2 separate regions of the Rattus norvegicus genome follow, and region 1 is linked to region 2. Evidence: chromatin contacts called from public Hi-C data. All regions are on one chromosome and are shown on one strand. Each heading gives the region's core, a stretch centred on a gene start, on an enhancer-like site or on the middle of the called end of the contact. The rest is flanking DNA. Distances are from core to core; before and after follow the strand shown.

Region 1 (6,241 bases), core at 2,292-4,791, 390 kb before region 2:
ATAAACTCCCCTCTATTCAGGTATGTATGGTACACCCCAGACCCGGCCCTCTAAGGCCCCCGCGCTTCCGAGCTCCGCGCAAACTCTGGTTCTTTTTGCACGACCGAGGTGGTTTGCTCTTCCGTTGCCCTGTGGCTTCGGCTTGTCTCCAGAAGGAAGGCGAGGCTTCCGCCCAGCACTGGGGGTGAGCGGGAGCACATTGCCCCCAAGCCCCTGGGCAGCATTTGGAAGAGGGTGCTTCCTTAATTCCAACTCCAGGGATCCCTAATGGGCATGTTTGGAGGTTGTGGGGCCCGGGTGGCATTCAGTGGGTGTCTACTTTTGAGGAGACCCTTAGGAAGCGGTGCTTGGGGACTCGGGTGGCATTTACGAGTCTGTTTTATGAGGTAGTTCTCAGACGCAGATTTATACCCCTTGGAAGCAGGGCTTAGGGGGCGCTTGGGGGAGGCTCGGGGTCTGTGTATTAGTACTCTGTTGGCGGGCAAAATTCTCAGGCTTTCCAAGGGAGAAAAGTTTGAAGTTACTAAAGTCAAGGCTGGAATTGGGGAGGGCTTGTCTTGGGACCAGACCGGGTGACAGTGGGAACGTTCAGCACCGACGTGGCACTGTGGAGGTATCGGTGGCCTTTATGACCTCTGACTAGGTGATGAGGTCTGCGCAGCTGGTTTACCCTGGGCTGTGAAACCCGGACACTTCAGGGGCCCAGACGCTTGGAGAGGAGCCTCTTAACGGAGGCCGGGAGAGACTGTCTGCCAGGGTCTTCCAAGCGGACGTTGGGCTACTGGGCCACTGAGCGGTCCTTGGCTGCTGCTTTATTCATTTTTGAGGGGTGGGGCTACGGTGTGAAGCCTCTTTCGCATCTGGTCCACTAGAAGTGCTAGAAGTGTCAGCTTATGAATTACTCTCTAGGGGGCGGATCAGCGTGCGGAAGGGGCGTGTTGACGGGGTATCCCGAAGTCTGCCTCACAATCTAGAGTTTATTGATAACCTATACAATAATCTGTGAAGGTGAGTAGCGCCCGGAGGGTTTTATAAAAAGCTTTTCTACGGGTGCTATGCATAATTTAAGAGGGGCGTGGCCTGGATCAGCAGTTAGCTTTCCCTCACAGGTTCCAGCATTTAAACCTGGCGTCTATTAGATAATGCCAGAGATGATGCTGCAGGTATTGTTCATGCCTTGTTTCAGAAATTGTTGATTACTAACCCGAGACTCTGGACTCAAGTCCCGTCTTTGGCAAGTCTTTTCAGCAGCCCGAAAAGTGGGTATGCAGATAAAAATAATTTACACCCATTTAGTTACTTTTATTAATCCATTTTATCTTCACAACTTCTCAAAAGTAGGTTTCATCCTACTTCATAGATGAGGAATCTGAGATACAGGACAGGTAAGTAATTTGTCCTAAAGCCAAACAGTGAATGGCTGAACTAGGATTCAAATCTGATCTGTCAGGTTTCAGAGTTGGATAATGTTCCCCGCCCCCAAGCCAATTTAATGATGCCATTACTGAATTCGAGCGAGCTCCATGACTCTTGTCCCTTCTCCTCCCTGCCTCCTCTCCCTTCTCCCTTCTCCCTCTCCCTCAACCACCAGTCTGCCGCTATGTTTCCCAAGGCTTGCAGAGAATTAGGGATCTGCCCGCCTCAGTCTGCCAAGTACTGTGTGAAGTTAGGAGTAGTTGACACTGAGTGAGGCATAAGGATCTCTTGAATAGGGAAGTTTGAAACCAGCATGGTCTCCAACCTTTCTCCCTCTTTCTCTTTTTTCCTTTTCCCTCTTCTCTCTGTTCTTTCTTCCCGCTCTGTGTGTGTCTACTTCTGTCTCTTTCTCTAGGGTCTGTTTTCCCTCAGACTTGCCAGGTACTAGTGCTCCTTTTGCATCAGCCTGCCAAGTACTGTGGGATTACAGGAGCTGTGCTAGCGCACACCAACAAACCCCGTCTTTTAAGAAAATAGTGCTGCTACCGCTCAGGCTAATTATACAGTACTATGTGCCAGGCACTATTTCTAAACCCTTTCTACACATTTACTCAATCACAAGGTAAGTTCTTGTTCTCAAATCTCATTTTCTGATCTGGAAACAATCAAGTTGATAAGTTCTGTAATAGCTGGATATACCCTCAAACTTAAGTAATTTTAGATTAATGCAAATATTACCTTTAGTTGCATATATTTGAACATTGTAACAGGGCCTTGTGGCAGCACTGCTCTAGGGCCCTTCTGTATTCATTCTCATAACACATTTCATCAGTCTTGGTTGGGTTTTTTTGAGGTGGGGATTGCTGTGGTTTTTTTGTTTGTTTGTTTTTTATGATACTATGGATTGAACCGAGGGTGTTGAAGTGCTTTATCCGTAGTCTACACCTCCAACCGAGGTGGATTAGTTTCATTACTATCATTGCCTTCAAAGGCATGTAGTGAGTCTGTATTTAGCTAAGACAAGATAAGCCCCCAAGTGGTCAAGGACTGTGCTCACTCTGGCTTTGCAGGGTTATCCTTTATATCCTTATGACAAATGCCTTGACTATTGTCTCATAATTTCCGCTTGTTGGGTAGGGCCACCTTGGATGGGAAGCTGCCCATCAAGCCTCATGAATAATTCATGAACTGGATGGGATTGGTACTTTTTTTTTTTTGAGACAGGGTTTCCTGTTAACCTCAAACTAATGAGCCTTCTGCCTCCACTTTCCCAGTGCTGAGAGAAAAGTCCTGTGGCACCATGCATGTAAGCACAGCCTGTGCACTACCTTTCTTTTTGTGTCCCCACCCACCTCCACCACCTCGAGACTGGGTAGCTCTGGTTGTCCTGGAACTCCCTCTGTAGACCAGACAGGCCCCAAACTCAGAGATCCTCCTGCTTCTGCCCTGACTGCTGGGATTAAAGGTGTATACCACCACACCCAGTAGGTATAACCTTTCTTGACCTCTCTGTTTTCACATTGAGCTGGCTCCAGCAGCTTCCTTTAGTATTTAGGAGGCAGAGGAGTGCTTTTTTTTCCTGCAGTGACCCTGTTTCTTGCTTACTGGGTATTAGATGGAGCAATAAGGCAGGCTTGCTTCTTTTGTTCTATCCCACTGAGTCTCGTGCATTATTCATGAATAAGATGTAGCTTTGGTCTCCTTGATTCCCGCAGCTGCAAGATCATTCATTATTCATGAGCATTGGGTGTGGTTGGCATGCTTTAACATCTTCTTTCTGGTTGCCTAGTCTTAGTAAACCCATCACCTTGCTTCATAATTCACGATTAGGAAGAATGGCTTTGAGGTCCTTCCTTGATTTCTTTGACAGCTTAGCTGTAGTAATTCTTTATTCCTATTTCATGGGGCATGGCCTCATGCTCTACCTGTTTTTCTAGTTACTGCCTCCACAGCCACTTGGTGGAGCTGTTTTCCTTCTAGTTAAAGAAGTCCCAACCTGGGCAGGGAAAATACATGATTCATGAGTGGGCGCGGTCCTCTTGCATCCGGGTTTCTGGGGGTGGGGCTCAGGGTTTTGTTCCGGCCTTGGGCTCTGCCGCCGCCATCTTGTGTCGGCTGCTGGGGTGAAGGAGGGTGTCAAGGAAGACCACAACCACCGCGGTCGGGGGAGGAGAAGGCGACAGTGATCCTAGCTGGCCCAGGCGGCAGGGAGGAGAAGGAGAAAGAGGAGGGTGGCGGCCGAGCTTGACTTCGGCTCCTTGAGGAGTTGGCGGCGGCACGACCCGGGGAACCGGCATTGGTAATAGCTTTTCTCTGCACCTGGCTCGAAGCGCAAGGGCTCAGGGAGGTATGGGAGGGTCCCTGCTGGTTCTTTGCCAGCCCGATGTCTGAGTGCACTGCGGTGACCTGGGTATTAGGAATCACTAGACAAGTGGGTGTGGGGGTGTGCAAATCCTGGGGCGGGATGGATCATTTTTGTCTAGGACCACCCTATTCCCTTGGGCTCCGAAATCTGACCTTGACATCATACCCTTATCTCTGCTTCTGGAGGCTTCGGGTGTAGCACTATAACAAGATATCTTGATCCAATCCTGAGCCATGCATTTCCTATCAGAACTCCGAGCACAGTCTCCCATAAAGGCACCGGAATTCGGCGTCGCTGCTCAGGAAAGCCGTCCATACTTGTGTGCTATTTGAAGACCTGCCCCGAAATCTCCCTTGAGACTCTTCCTAGCCCTTCAGTATTTGCCCTCATGGCTTAAGAGGGGCCAGACTTCAGGAAAGGTCCGTGTGGCCTTCATCTCCGAAAGAAGAGCCTTGCCTAGCATTTTCATCCAGAGTTTCCCCCTCCCCCTCTCAGGATACTATCTGTCCTTAGAGCTGCCATCTGGATTAAACCCGGTGAAAAGCTCTGTGCCTGGCCTTTCCGCGGGAAACCCATTCCTACATTTGAGATATCCGAATACCACTTTGACATAGCATCCTCCAACATGGACGCCTGGCATTCTTAGACTCTTTTCAGCATCTACCTTTAGAGACTCTCCCTGCTTTTAGGGACTCCCCCCTTTTTCATGCTCTCATTGTTCTCAAAGCATCGTCTTCTCCATCAGCCATTCTTAACCTCCAGTATATTTCCTTTCTTCTCTCAGGGGACTAGACACGGGGGAGGACCTGTTTGGACATAGTTCTCCATTAGTGATCTCTTGCCACCATCTACTCTTTCAGACTCTTTATTTGTAGCCCCATCTGCCAGATGGTCTCATCCTAGACCCAAATTTTGCCTTCAAAGGCAGACCAGCATTCTAGTTTCTCTTTTTATAAATCCCTTAATCTACCAACAGGCCTCAGAATCTACCCTCATTCTTTTTAAAGGTTCCTAGTATTCAGAGACTCTTAGCATTTGCTTTTGACTTCACTCCCCTTCTCCCCAGCAGGCCCATTTATCTTCCACAGGAGTAGAAAACCTCAGTATCTATTTACTATGGAGTCACAGAATTGATTAGAGAAACCTAACTCTATTTGGAGATCTAGCCAATATTTGCTTGGTAACCTATTATCATCATTATTACAGAGTTTCACTGCCTCTGTCTGCCTCACTAGTGCTGGACTCAAAGGTGTATACCACCATGATTAGCTCTTTGTAACCTTTTTAAGGCTTGAACTGTCTGAAATTCATCTTCCCTTCACCCTATCAGCAGCTGTGGTACCTGTTTAGATCCACACAAGGCCTTTGTTGCTCCATTAGAAATCCCTCTCCAAGAGTCTGCCCTCAGAGACCTCTCTTAGCCTCTTAGCACTTAATCTCGTAGCTTCTTGTCACTACAGTGTCAACATCAAAGTCATTTTTCTGTGCATTCCCACTACTTTTGGTTGAAGGGTTTCTGTCACTAGAATCTAAGCCTGTCAGCCCCAGAATCTTCCTGTAGTAGTCTCAGGGTCTACATTCTCTCACCTCTTTCTAGAAATCCAGGTTTGAGTCTTTAATACCTCTGTCCAACACCCCCACCATTTATAAGGCGTCTTTTATTATCTCCTTCACAGCTCTTTGAGCTCAGTCACTTCCTCTGATGCCTTTCTTACACTCCTCAAGACTTCTCATTTAAAATCTCTCAGGAAGCTTGACAAGCCTCAGCATCTTCCCCTGTACAATATCTGTCAGCTGGCTCTGCTTCCTAAGCCTACCCAGATTCCCCTGCTCAGTCTTGCTCTAGAATATTCTCAGGCTTCAGTCATCAGTTTGGAGACCCCAGATAAGTTTGAAATGCTTTAATTTCAGCTTTGCCAAGTAGGTTTTAGAAAATAAATTCTAACAAAGAAGGCTGAGCACATGTTGAGAGAGAATGAATGGAGATTGGTTTTATTTTGTTTTTTATTGTTGGGGTTTTTTTGTATTTTGCTTTTTGGTTTTATTTTTGGATGGGAGTAGGGGAATCTCTAGCTCTTGTCCCAGAATCTCTGTCCCAAATTCTTCTGCTTGCCTTGATAAAGGGGCTTTCCAAAACCTGACATTTGAAATCTCCCTTCCTATATTCTTTTTTGAAATAGAGTCTCACTGCATAATTCAGACTGGCCTCAGACTTAAGAGTCTTCCTGGCTCTGCCTCCTAAGTGTTGTGGTTGTGGGCTTGTACTGCCACACCTGGCTTTGAAGTCTACTTTTGAACAGTGATCCCAAACCTGCTTACTTAGAGCCTTGCTGCCAGCACTGGGTGGGGGTGGAAAGGTTAAGGTCTGATAAAGAGCTCTCTGCTCTGGATTTTGTCTGATGTGGGGAGTAGAGAAAGAATATGCCTGGAACAAACCACCCAATGACAAGGGAAAGGAGA
Region 2 (6,555 bases), core at 116-2,615:
GTTCTTCTACCTAAGTAGTTACTAGGCCATCTCTGAGTAAGGCTTTTAACCTTCATATGCCCTAGTTTTCTCAGTTACCTGTCTCACAGGGCTATGATGAGGAATAAGCAAGCTGGAGACTATAGAACACTCTGCCTGCTTACACAGTAAGTGTAAAGTATAAAGGTTAGATCCAATTGTCATTAACATTAGGACCACTACTGTACTTGAGTACTGTAGCAAAGTAAAATGTCTAGTGCTTAAGGGTGTCTATGAGGAGACATGGTATACATTAAAAGTCCCTGGGTTTCACAAGTACACAGGACCTCCTAAGAGATGGGGGACAGAGAAGATTGACCCAGTACATGGAGAGAAGGAGGGAAGTAAAAGTACAAAGCCTATCTTCTTTGGGGAGGGATTGCAAGCTCTGAACTCTGAAGGATATGAGAGAATGTAAACACTGGGGTGGCAGAAGGTTTCTGAACAGAACCATTACAGAAGTGAGATATGGTTTAAGCTGATTCCTTTACAACCACAGAGAAGAAAAGCCATCACATAATGACATAATGATTAATTAAAATGAAGGATAGGACAAGGCCATAGACTGGGCTGTTGAAAATATACAAAAATATATACAAAAATACAAAGCACCAAATTGACCCACTGTTAAAAGGAAGCAGTCCAAAGATCGGAGTCTACATATAAAGGAGGAAAAGTCAGGATGGTGATAGAGGGATATGAATGCAAGCATGCAAACTAATTCACGGTAAGATGGGGGCAGTAGGAGGAGGTGCACTGGGGAGACCCAAGGGGCAATAATATAAACTTGGGTGAACTCACTGTTGAACAAACATGGGGTGTCTGGAGTGGGTAGAGTGCCATATTTTGATTCACTACAATAAACATGAGGGGTTCACTAAACAAGGCTACAGAAGGCTCCCCTTAAATATGAGGCTAGGGGAAATGGAAACATTTTAGACACATCTACTACTAAAGGGGGACTGGACAATGCAACAGACTCGTTCCCAGTTAAGTGGGGGTTGGGGAGGGCAAGACCACAGACGAGTCCATTAAGTTGGGGTGGGGAAAATCATAAGCTCACAGACCGATCCATTATACAGACAGCAGGAGGTTAGTTCACGTTCAGATCCACTATAAAGGGCAAAAGGAGCAGGCAAGGACAATCAGTTGATGGTAGTGGAGCCAAACACCGGCAGGCCGGGCCAAGCCTTGCGTGGGGGAGAAGATACGTAGGGTCATGGTCAGGGGCCTCCACCTTGTGGGCCTGGGGCTCACCTGCGTGTGGCGCGGCGGTGGCAGCGGCAGCTCCGGGGGGCGGGGGCTCCATACGAGGCCCCACCGCCCCCCAGGCCCGGGTTCCAAGGCGGCGGCGGCGGCGGCGGCGGCGGCGGCTGAAGCAGCAACCAGAAGCCGCCCCTGCGTTTCCCCAGCGCTCACGTGGGCCCTCGTGGGAGGAGCCAAGCCTTCTGCTGCTCGTTGATTGGATAAAATGCCAAGACTCCAAGCGCAGCTTCAGGGCCTGGTGGCGGTGGTATTGGAATCCTAACAGAGCTATGACATGATAGGCTTAAAGGGGATTGATGGACTGCCGGGTAGCCGACTGAATCCGTAGGTGTTGGGCGGCGCTAGTGCTTCATGCCGATTGGGTCTAAGACTGGTTAGCCAAGTGCCAAGGTTGGGGCGGGGCCGAGGGAGGTCGCCCAGTTCACACCGATTGGCTTAAATGAGAATTGATGGCAGACAGACAGCCCCAGAGGATGGAGGGGTGGTTGGATGGGCTCTGTTTTCAGCTGATTGGTGGAAACTCCCAGACAGCGGCCAAAACATAAAAGTAGGTGGTGCTGCTCATCAAACGGTTCAGCGGAAACAGGACTTATTTAGAAAGGGGAATAGCAGCAGGGTAGGGCTATGTAGGCGGGTAGGGTAAAGCTATGGTAATTAGCTAGGCAAGACGAATTTAGAATCCAGCAGAGGGAGGAGGCAGGAGCGGCTGCCAGATATACAGAGGAGTTGAGAGGTGGAAATTAACTGTCTACAAGGGCAGAGGCAAGCTGCAGTCAGTTATACAGATGGAATTTGGTTCTTAGTTATCTAAGACTGGACTAAAACCTAGGCTGTAGGGGCTGTAGCAGGGAGGGCAGGATCTGTCTACGGGTGGAAACTAGAACTATTTAGAACTATTGGAACCACTATTTAGGGACCAAATTAAGGGTTGGGTGGTAATGATATTTAGGGTACCTGGATGACCACTGGATTGTGAAACCATAATAACCCTTAGGATATGAAGTAAAAAGCTGAGGGCCATGGAAACAAATCACTTTGAACTGGAACCTTAAAAATTTGTTTCAAGGGTCTCATGTAGCCCAGGATTGCCTTAAACTTAAAAATCCTTCTGCCTCTATCTTTTGAGTGACCTGGTCACAGGTGTGCCACACATCCAGCTTGTGTACACAGAACTGGGGACTGAATTTAAGGTTTCATGTGTGATATGCAAGCACTCTACCAATTGAATCTCATCTTCAGCTCACCAATCAGTCCATTCTTTATGGTAATACAAAGGGCACCAATACAAATATCTAGGAAAAGGAATTAAAGTGTGAGGAGCAGTGTCAAGGTTCGAAAGGTGACAAAAGAGGGTAAAGCATAAAGTCTGGAGGAAAATACAAGATGTTCTAAAGGCAAGAATGTTTTAGAGGTTCAACAGAAAGGATGGGTCTTCCAGTAATTTTGGTCTCTGGAGCACTTAGTCAATTAGTGAAAATTAGGGGAAAAAAGGGCTATGTGATTCCAAGGCATTCAGGCTGTTTAATATTGGAGGCTGGGAAGATGCAGTCAATGGGGAGATGGCTCTGGGAAATTCTGCAGGCCTTGTAGTTCTCTAAGTCCCTGTAAAAGAGGACAAAGTATACTGAACAGAGGCTGGGTCTAGGTCTTGTCCCAGGTTTGCTCTGATTTTCACTCCTTTGGTTTTTAATTTAGAAGGAAAGATGACCCCTCCCTTCTTTGGATTTCTCCTGTCTTCAGGTTATCACCCTAAATATATTTGAAGGGTCGAGTGGAGTGAGCTGCTCTCACCTCTAGCATCATGTGGATATTGGCCTTGATATTCATGGAGTCCTTGGTGAGGCTGTCGCTGAGCCTAGAAAAAAAAAGGAACAAGAAAGGGCAAAATGGGCCCCACTTAAGGCTGTGAGGATGACTCTTCCTCATCACTTCAAGAAACGCTTGTATCCTGGATGACCTGCCCTGATCCTATGCAGAGATGTCTGGCTACCTCTTGGAATTTCCCCATTTAAAGATCAAGGGTGATAGGGCCAACTTGATTTCAATATCCAGGATCCACATAGTGGAGGAGAGAACTGATTTTAAACCTTCACATGTACTCAGAAAAAAATGTAGTAACAATTGTTAAAAAATGATTATGGGAGGGGTTTGGGATTTAGCTCAGTGGTAGAGCGCTTGCCTAGCAAGCGCAAGGCCCTGGGTTCGGTCCTCAGCTCCAAAAAAAAAAAAAAAAAAGATTATGGGGATGAAGGAAGTGGGGGTATGGGTCTATGAATACGATCAAATTATGTGATATACTTGAAAGAAACTCTTTATGAAACCCATCACAATGACTATATGATGATAAGAAGGGAAGATTATTGAATGCCTTCTGTATGCCAGGCAACTTAAAATAGGGAAATAGCAGAAACAGCAGTAAATGAAACTAAATTCTTGGTTTCCTGGAGCTCCTTTAAAAAACTTTATTTTTAGTTTTTAATTATCTGTGTTATATGTGTGGGAAATATACCATGAATGTAGATTTCCACAGATGTTAGATGATATGAGATTCCTTGAGCTGTAGATACAGGTGGTTGTGAGCTACCTGACATGGGTGCTGGGAACCGAACTCAGTTACTCTGGACAGCAGTATGTACACTTAAGCACTAAGCCATTTACTAAGAGACAAAGTATACAAACACAATTATGATGTGTTAAGTATAAGGAAATAAATAGTATAAGGAACTAAATACTAAAGAAGAGGTAGAAAGAGGAGGCTTCAGTTTCGAAGATTGTTCAGGTTTGGCTTCACTGAGAGCTTTCCTTTTGAGACTATATAGTCCAGTCTGGTTTCCAATTCAAGATCCTCCTGCCCAGACTGCTGAGATTACAGATGTGTAACTCTCCCACCTAGTGGGGGTGATATGGAAGATAAGTGTTCCACCACAAATAAGAACCAATACAAAAGTGCTGAGGTAGGAGCATGCTTGGTATGGTGCAGGCACAGCCAAGAAGCCATTGTGGCTAAAGAAAAAGAGGAGGATTGAAGGAGCTGAAGTCAAGCGAAGGAGGCAGAAGGTGGAAAGTCTACAGGACCATGGCAAAGACCTTAGCTTTTACTTTAAATCAGGTGCTAACGAGAAGGTTAACAGTGGAGGACAAATGCAAATTGATTTGAGAAATAAACTTATTAGGGTTTAAAAGAATCCACCTGGCTGTTGGGCAATGCACTTACAGACAGGACAAGGTATTTTGAAGGTGGTACCAGAAAGGACTCTAGGAAAAGGCTGAAAAACACCTGGGCAAACGGAGGTGCCTGAAACCACCCTAGTCCTGGACTGTTGAGTTACATAAATCAGTCAACTCCTTCTGTCCAAGTCTGCTTGAATCAAGTCTCATCTAAGAGAGTCCTTATGTATACAATCAGTGAAAATGAATACAGTGGACCAAGGAAGAACTGTCTGAAGAATAAGATAGAACTGAAGATGAAGTGAGAGTTAAGCAGTGAAAAGGTCTTTTGCACAGAAAGACCAAGAGGCACAAAAGGGCTTTGTGAGAAGCGGTCAGTGTTAGACATTAAGTTAACCATTAAGAAAGCTTGTATAAAGCAGTATTACAGAGCAATAGTGATAAAAACTGCATGGTATTGGTACAGAGACAGACAGATAGACCAATGGAATAGAATTGAAGACCCAGAAATGAACCCACACACCTATGGTCACTTGATTTTTGACAAAGGAGCTAAAACCATCCAATGGAAAAAAGATAGCATTTTCAGCAAATGGTGCTGGTTCAACTGGAGGGCAACATGTAGAAGAATGCAGATCGATCCATCCTTATCACCCTGTACAAAGCTTAAGTCCAAGTGGATCAAGGACCTCCACATCAAACCAGACACACTCAAACTAATAGAAGAAAAACTAGGGAAGCATCTGGAACACATGGGCACTGGAAAAAATTTCCTGAACAAAACACCAATGGCTTATGCTCTAAGATCAAGAATCGACAAATGGGATCTCATAAAACTGCAAAGCTTCTGTAAGGCAAAGGACACTGTGGTTAGGACAAAACGGCAACCAACAGATTGGGAAAAGTTCTTTACCAATCCTATAACAGATAGAGGCCTTATATCCAAAATATACAAAGAACTCAAGAAGTTAGACCGCAGGGAAACAAATAACCCTATTAAAAAATGGGGTTCAGAGCTAAACAAAGAATTCACAGCTGAGGAATGCCGAATGGCTGAGAAACACCTAAAGAAATGTTCAACATCTTTAGTCATAAGGGAAATGCAAATCAAAACAACCCTGAGATTTCACCTCACACCAGTGAGAATGGCTAAGATCAAAAACTCAGGTGACAGCAGATGCTGGTGAGGATGTGGAGAAAGAGGAACACTCCTCCATTGTTGGTGGGATTGCAGACTGGTAAAACCATTCTGGAAATCAGTCTGGAGGTTCCTCAGAAAATTGGACATTGAACTGCCTGAGGATCCAGCCATACCTCTCTTGGGCATATACCCAAAAGATGCCTCAACATATAAAAGAGACACGTGCTCCACTATGTTCATCGCAGCCTTATTTATAATAGCCAGAAAATGGAAAGAACCCAGATGCCCTTCAACAGAGGAATGGATACAGAAAATGTGGTACATCTACACAATGGAATATTACTCAGCTATCAAAAACAACGAGTTTATGAAATTCGTAGGCAAATGGTTGGAACTGGAAAATATCATCCTGAGTGAGCTAACCCAATCACAAAAGACATACATGGTATGCACTCATTGATAAGTGGCTATTAGCCCAAATGCTTGAATTACCCTAGATCCCTAGAACAAACGAAACTCAAGACGGATGATCAAAATGTGAATGCTTCACTCCTTCTTTAAATGAGGAAAAAGAATACCCTTGGCAGGGAAGGGAGAGGCAAAGATTAAAACAGAGACTGAAGGAACACCCATTCAGAGCCTGCCCCACATGTGGCCCATACATATACAGCCACCCAATTAGACAAGATGGATGAAGCAAAGAAGTGCAGACCGACAGGAGCCGGATGTAGATCGCTCCTGAGAGACACAGCCAGAATACAGCAAATACAGAGGCGAATGCCAGCAGCAAACCACTGAACTGAGAATAGGTCCCCCGTTGAAGGAATCAGAGAAAGAACTGGAAGAGCTTGAAGGGGCTCGAGACCCCAAAAGTACAACAATGTCAAGCAACCAGAGCTTCCAGGGACTAAGCCACTACCTAAAGACTATACATGGACTGACCCTGGACTCTGACCCCATAG

The links. A called contact is a pair of places that touch in the nucleus more often than the background predicts.
Region 1: a Hi-C map of Schwann cells shows a contact between it and region 2, with 5 times the contacts expected there. The contact joins the promoter of Uba1 here to the promoter of Elk1 in region 2. A contact is called at or near these places in 9 of 12 Hi-C or Micro-C datasets (the A7r5 cell line, Schwann cells, frontal cortex and 5 more).

Annotation. Positions count from the first base shown.
Region 1 is chrX:4,077,989-4,084,229 of GRCr8, reverse strand. It overlaps Uba1 (ubiquitin-like modifier activating enzyme 1), which reads left to right and starts at 3,541. Exons shown (of 26, transcript NM_001014080.1): 1 at 3,541-3,715.
Region 2 is chrX:3,688,175-3,694,729 of GRCr8, reverse strand. Elk1 (ETS transcription factor ELK1) reads right to left here and starts at 1,365. Exons shown (of 7, transcript NM_001108059.3): 1 at 1,276-1,365. Uxt (ubiquitously-expressed, prefoldin-like chaperone) reads right to left here. Exons shown (of 6, transcript NM_001006982.1): 5 at 3,076-3,139; 6 at 2,786-2,886. The coding sequence ends at 2,833.